Linked DNA regions of Xenopus laevis: region 2 is linked to region 1. The links are chromatin contacts, called in public Hi-C maps. All regions are on one chromosome and are shown on one strand. Each heading gives the region's core, a stretch centred on a gene start, on an enhancer-like site or on the middle of the called end of the contact. The rest is flanking DNA. Distances are from core to core; before and after follow the strand shown. Region 1 holds the start of grap.S (GRB2-related adapter protein). Region 2 overlaps LOC121399188 (sodium/glucose cotransporter 5-like).

Region 1 (3,692 bases), core at 268-2,767:
TGTACCCAGGCTCCCCTGGGCACACCCAGCTGGATCAACATCCAGAGGCCAAAGATATACCAGACTGTGAGAGGACATGGTCACAGCTCCTCCTGGCCAATAGCACAGCTATGCAAATTACATCTAGCTACATGGCCCAGCAACTAGGGAGATTAGGAGGTGTAGGGAATTAAAGACATAGGGACACATTAACCCTATGGGCCCCTACACTGCTATTTGGGAAGATTAAGATTAATCTCCCAGAAATGCCTTCCCTCTGGCTAGAATGTGAATCGCCGGCGGGATGTCACTCGGATTGCTTCATTTTCCGAAGCGATCCAACTGCCATCTTTAGTGGCCTAGAGTTGCACAGTTTGCTATCCACAACCTCCTCCTCCCAAATCCATCTCAATTAAAGGAGAACTAAATCATAAAAATGAATACGGCTAAAAATGTCTTTCTTAAATAATGAACTTATTGCACCAGCCTTAACTTTCAGCTTCTCATTAGCAGCAATGTTCCAGGACTTCAAACTTGTCACAGGGGGTCACCATCTTGGAAAGTGTCTGTGACACTCACATGCTCAGTGGGCTCTGAGCAGCTGTTGAGAAGCTAAGCTTAGGGCTCGTCACCAAAGTGCATAACTTTACACTTATTAACATTGAACCAAATTTGCCAGTTTACTGCCCAGTCTTTAGCCAAAAGTGCCACATGCTACTTAGTAACCATGCCACATGGAACTTATAGTTCTGTACAATTTAGTATCATCAGCAAAAATAGAAACTGTACTTTTAATACAAACCTCAAGGTCATTAATAGACAAGTTAAAATTAAAAGACCCCTGTGGTACTCCACTAACAACACTAATAACAACCATTTTTGTACTCTATCCTTCAGCCAGTTCTCTATCCAAGCAAAAATAATATAATGCAGGCCAATAATCGGGAAACGTTTGTGTGGTACTGTAACAAATGCTTTGGCAGAGTCTAAGGCAGCAAATCACATCCATTGCCATCCTGATCTCAAGGCAATAAATTGTCTGGCAAGATCAACTGCTGGCACAAACTCGTAGCCATGTGATTTGAAAAGTATTCAAAAATGTATTCCTTTTAATCTCATCCAAGCTTTCCTACCACCAATGTCAAACTAACAGGCCTATAGTTACCAGACTGAGAACGGGATCACTTTTTAAAAATAGTCTATTATTATTTTATCTGCAGGTACAACAATTTCAGGGAGAGACTTCCATGCCTTTTGCCATTATGACTTTAACACCTTCTTCCTTGAAATCTCAAAGTATACCCCCCATATCCTCTGCAATTATCTATTAGTGAATAGTCTGTTGTTTTACAATGCTTCTCGTCATCATCCTAAAGCTGTCCCCCCCCACCCTGATATTAACCTACCCGAGGGGTATAACCAGTGAGAAGCTCTTACCCTCAGAAGATCTTACGTGCCTCTTTGCTGGGAACCATTCGGCAGATGCCCCCGTCTGCACGGATTACTTTATCTGCCTCCAGGCTGTCTCTATGCTCTGATGAGCTTACAGAGGAAGAGGGCTGGTATTTTACAGTTAAAGGGTTTTATTTGTTAGGTAAAGAGGTGACAGGAAGTCACAAAATAAAACACACTGCACCGTGGCAGCACCGAGTTATTGAAGCAAATACAGATAATCACTCTCTCTCTATATAAATATATATATACAGTATATAGTAACAGCCATGTCTCTTGTTGCTCTGATCCCAGTTTTAGAAGCCATTCTCTGATTTTCTGCTCAGATCCATCAAGACTAATGTTATTACTGCTTTATTCATTGCTGCCAGTTCGGTGCAGCCCTGTGCTATTATCATATATAAAGGTATAATCTCAGACTGGTGCCTTTCAGGTAGAGGGGAATTAAAGGGGTGGTTCACATTCATACAAATTGGTGAAAGCACCAGACTTTAAAAAATATAGCTTATCCCCAACAACCGCATTTACCACTTGGCCCGGTTTTTGGCTATTTTACGCCCAAATTAATTTTTATAAATAAAAATGTTTCTATAATATTTTCTATAAATGGAAAATACAAACATTTTCATTTAGATAGAAAACAGGAAAAAGCTTTTTGGTTGATTGAACAGGCCAAAATAGGTCCCTAACCATTTATCAGGGGAGAGGATAAACTTGAAATGCCAGAGCTTTTACTTATTCCTAAACCCTCCTGGAAACTGGTAGGATATTCACCGACATTTGTGCAAGTGGACAGTGGGTAGCAATGCTCTCAGGGCACTTATGGCAATATGGACTCCAAATAATGCACATTGAGACCCACCATATTTGGCAGCATCACTTCTGGTTCCTGGCACTTAGGAGCTGATCACCTAACAAGAGCATGCACCCCTGGTCCTGGCTAATACTCACATTTCTGGTCAGCCAGAGAAGCAGGGACAAGAAGCAATGCAGCCAAACATGGCCGCCACCAAACCTGAGAGAGAGAGAGAGAGAGAGAGAGAGAGAGAGAGAGAGAGAGAGAGAGAGAGAGAGAGAGAGAGAGAGAGAGAATAAATAGATAGGATAAATAGATTGATAGATAGATTAGATAGATAGATAGATAGATAGATAGATAGATAGATAGATAGATAGATTGATAGATAGATAGATAGATAGATAGATAGATAGATAGATAGATAGATAGATAGATGATAGATAGATAGATAGATAGATAGATAGATAGATAGATAGATAGATAGATAGATAGATAAGGGCAACATTTTTCTCTTCCACGTGAAATTTTTGTTGCATGCAAAACTGCGTGGTGAATTTTTGGCGCAGTTCCACAATTCGCTCGTCGCTATAGACTAACTAATGTTCTAGTGCTCCAAAAGTCAGAGTTTTTTCTTGAATAGAATGAGAGGGCATTCATAACGGATGAATTCTGGGATGGAATTCCAGAGATAAGGAGCAGCAAGATAGAAGGGTTTAAAGATGAGAAGTGGCAGAGGAGAAGACTTGGAACATACAGTGAGACAAGAGAAGAAATATATAACCAGGAGCAGAGGAGTGAAGGGCTGTGAATGTTAGAAGGATTACATATGCTATCCTTTGCTTAGCAAGAAGCCATGCCAAAGATTTTACTTGGGGTTGAACTTCTCAGGAGAAAGTAGGAGGATCCTGGTAGTGGAGTTGGCCATAAAGTTGGCCATAAATGTAACAATTACAATATTTCCTGGAAAAGAACTTTCCAAGAAACTTTGTTCGATTCAATACACATTTGTAGAACTGAATTGTCAGATATACAGGAAGAAACAATAGAATTCTACCTGTAACTGAAGATTCAGCTCTAACAATGGGCGAGGGTCGGGCGCCTTCAAAGGTGCCCGATAAAAAATTTCCAGCCAGCCCAATCGACAAGCCGATATCCAAGTCTTCTGCTCATATTGGTTGGCTCGTCTCCTGCATATGGACTTTCTATAATGGACTTGAATTTTAAGTATTTTTGTACTCATCTTGGTGGGAGGGGCCTAAGGGTATTTAAGGGACGTTACGTAGTTGTATTATATCACCTGACGAAGGGGCAAGCCCCCGAAACGTTGTGCATTTGTTTGACTGAATAAACACGTAGGGGGTAACCCCTTTGCAATTGCTATTGAGTGACAGTACTCTCCACTTTGTCAATACCGATTTGTGGGGATCGCCGTATCCCCCAAGGATTGGGCACCTAGCAGGTTCAA
Region 2 (3,686 bases), core at 389-2,888, 130 kb before region 1:
GCATATCGGTGAGAGATCAGCTTGTTTGGTGACATTACCAAACGAGCTGATCTCTATGTCTATGGCCACCTTTAGGGATGTTCACTTTAGTGAATAAGCATTCACCCCCGAATTTCACTCTAGTTGGCCTTCACATTCATTAGAGGTTGTTTTTTTTTACATCTGGTGGACAAGTGGTGAGATATGGCAGAAAACTTGACAAAACTCTCCTCTATTCCTGTGTTTGCAGACTGATCTGTATTCCGGGGCGCTGTTTATACAGGTGTGCTTGGGTTGGAACCTCTACCTCTCCACGGTCCTCATGCTGGTGGTGACGGCCCTGTATACTATTGCAGGTAAGATACATCTCAGCTGGTCTCAGGTATAGTAGGAGGCCTCTGCGGAAGTGCAACGTTTCGAGACACAACACTTTGTCAAGCTTGACCCCTGAAACGTTGCACTTCTGCATTAAACATTTTGGAAGGTTGTACCCTGTAATTGCAGTCTTGTGTTCCAGTGTGCTTCTTCTCCATGTGTTTTAGGAGGTTGCCATAGCCTTTATCATTGGGCAACAAGCTTCTTTAGTTAAAGGGGAACTATTGCAAAAATGAAAATTTAATTTAAACTTCCTCATACTGAAATAAGAAACTTTCTAAATACAATCAATTAAATATTCTGCATTGTTTCTGAAATAATCAAGTTTATCTTCACTTTTCCTCTCTCAGCATCTGTTTCTCTTCATTCTGTCTTCATTCAGCATTTGGGTGTCAGCTGAATGATCCAATATATCTTATAGGGGGGCTCCCTTTCCTAGCAGATGTATTAGAGATCACTCAAATAACTGATTCCAGTACAAACAAAATCTAACAAAATAACTGCCTTTTGCACAAATCCTGCATGTAGAGAGACATGATGTCTGGTGAATTTAATAAATCACCAGAAATCCTGTCTCTCTACATGCAGGATTTGTGCAAAAGGCAGTTATTTTGTTAGATTTTGTTTGTACTGGAATCAGTTATTTGAGAGAGCTCTAATACATCTGCTAGGCAAAAGGAGCCCCTCTATAAAACATATTGCATCTAACTGTCTATGAATATCTGACACCCAACTCCTGCATGAAGACAAAATAAAAAGTAACAGATGCTGAGAGAGGAATAGTGAAGATAAACTTCATTATTACAGAAATGGTACCGAATGTTTAATTGATTGTATTTGGAAAGTTTCTCATTTCAGTATGATGAAGCTTCTGTTAAATTTTAAATTTCCGAGATAGTTCCCCTTTAAAGAAGATTTTACAGGTCTCCAACTACGCCTATAGAATGTGTCACTTCATATAGGAATTCCCTTCTCCCTTTATATTGCTTTAATTCCCCTTATATCGTTTTCTAGGTGGCCTGGCTGCGGTGATCTATACAGATGCTCTGCAAACAGTCGTTATGATCGTCGGAGCCGTTATACTCACAATCACAGGTGAGGAAGGCTGGGAAAGAATTTTATTCTGCTGTGAAACTTAGGTAGTGATTTGGACACAACATAATAAATGTACGACTCCCAGCACCCTCATGAACCTTTAGCTGGAGGTGTCAGGGAGAAGGAGTGCTGATAGAACTATGACTATGAGAATTATCATGTGTATGAGGCCTGACCTATTCTACTGGATGTCTTGATGCCAGAAAGATGGATGCCAAGGATTGTTGCTTAATTGTTCTGTATATACAGTAGGTATTTGAGTCCAGCTTTGGTCGCACACCCACTTTAACAAACAGAATTTTATTTTCTGAGCCTTACAAGCTAATATTTACCCTCTTTTCTTGGGATACACGGCTTATAAAGAATGTCAGAACTGTGTACGAGGCAGCATTAAACAGCAGCAGTCTTGCCTGTTAAACCTACACTCATTGTTGTGGGGTTGGCTCTGGCCCCAGCCCTCCCATATCCCCCCTGTAGTGTTATAACCCACTTCCCAGAAGTCAGCCCGAAACTGGGCCTAGCGACTTGGTGGTGTTGTTTGTTAAAGGTGGCCCTGAATGGAATAATACAGGTCTATAATCAGCAGCAACAATGATCTCTGAGTTCTCAGGAACAATATATTTATATATTTACTATATACCAGCGTTCCCCTTTCACTCGTCACTAGCGTCGATTTAGGAAGGGAAAGTTCATTTTTAACTGGTCTCTTTTGTGTCTACAAGGAACTAAAATGTAGGCCCGGGGTAATGCCACTTCTGTTAAATATTCACCATTTTCAGAAGAATTCCCGATAAAAGACACTAGTGTACAATAAACAAATACAGTTCTGGAGAAAACAATGGAGGGGAGTCACTGTACTGTGTACATTAGGGATGCACCGAATCCAGGATTCGGCCAGGACTCAGCCTTTTTCAGCAGGATTCAGCCGAATCCTTCTGCCCGGCCGAACCGAATTTGCATATGCTAGTTAATATCGCACAAAATTTTTTTCGTAAAATATTGTATGGTGGGAAAAGAGCCGACCGATAGATAGTCCAGAAGACTTGGACATTGGTCGGTTCGTCGATCGTGCTGGACGGAAAATTTTGATTGGGCCTTTGAAGGGACCCAAACATCGGCCATTGTTAGTGCTGAATCGTCAGATACAGGTAGAATTCTATTATTTCTATATGAATATCTGACCAGGGCCGGACTGGGAGTAAAAAGCAGTCCTGGCAAAAAAATCAAAGCAGCCCACACGAAATGCGTGCTGGTCTTTTTACTTACACACAAGCATATTTTATATATATATATATATAGAGAGAGAGAGAGAGACCCATACATTGGGTTAAAACTGCCTTTATTTGGTTAGTGACTTCTAATATCCTTATCATTTACAGTAGGAGTTACATTATCCCTTATAATACATGAGTGATACTCAGAGTTCCCTGTATAACTCAGCCTGTAGCCTTGTGTCTTTATATGGTCACAGAACAACCCCTCAGTGACTTCTAATATCCTTATCATTTACAGTAGGGGGTACATTATCCCTTATAATACATGAGTGATACTCAGAGTTCCCTGTATAACTCAGCCTGCAGCCTTGTGTCTTTATATGGTCACAGAACAACCCCTCAGTGACTTCTAATATCCTTATTATTTACAGTAGGGGGTACATTATCCCTTATAATACATGAGTGATACTCAGAGTTCCCTGTATAACTCAGCCTGTAGCCTTGTGTCTTTATATGGTCACAGAACAATCCCTCAGTGACTTCTAATATCCTTATCATTTACAGTAGGGGGTACATTATCCCTTATAATACATGAGTGATACTCAGAGTTCCCTGTATAACTCAGCCTGCAGTCTTGTGTCTTTATATGGTCACAGAACCCCTCAGTGACTTCTAATATCCTTATCATTTACAGTAGGGGGTACATTATCCCTTATAACACATGAGTGATACTCAGAGTTCCCTGTATAACTCAGCCTGCAGCCTTGTGCCTTTATATGGTACACTGTAGTGTATGTAGTTAAGTACAAATTCTCAGCCTTCAAAAGGGCACTCAAAATAATAAAAACAGCAGTACTTACATACTGCTGTTTCCATCTTCAGACTGTTGAGGCACTGCTGACCCGGCACTCTCCAATCCACAGGTCCACTTTAAGCACCAGCTCTGCTTTGCCCTAAAAAAATACCTCTCTCCAGCTTCCAGCTCTGCACTTTGTTTGTAAATAAACCTGCGTGTGGTGACGT

The links. A called contact is a pair of places that touch in the nucleus more often than the background predicts.
Region 2: a contact with region 1 is called in a Hi-C map of the XTC cell line, with 5 times the contacts expected there. The contact joins the enhancer-like site here to the promoter of grap.S in region 1. A contact is called at or near these places in 3 of 4 Hi-C or Micro-C datasets (the XL177 cell line, the XTC cell line and animal cap).

Annotation. Positions count from the first base shown.
Region 1 is chr9_10S:103,251,743-103,255,434 of Xenopus_laevis_v10.1, reverse strand. It overlaps grap.S (GRB2-related adapter protein), which reads right to left and starts at 1,517. Exons shown (of 6, transcript XM_018239292.2): 1 at 1,417-1,517.
Region 2 is chr9_10S:103,378,438-103,382,123 of Xenopus_laevis_v10.1, reverse strand. LOC121399188 (sodium/glucose cotransporter 5-like) reads left to right here. Exons shown (of 15, transcript XM_041579161.1): 6 at 230-335; 7 at 1,369-1,449. Among protein-coding and RNA genes, the nearest start is that of LOC121399188, 26 kb to the left of the region's middle. Within about 2 kb of position 1,638, at least 1 of the 7 cell types and tissues checked has an H3K27ac peak or open chromatin away from gene starts, as enhancers often do.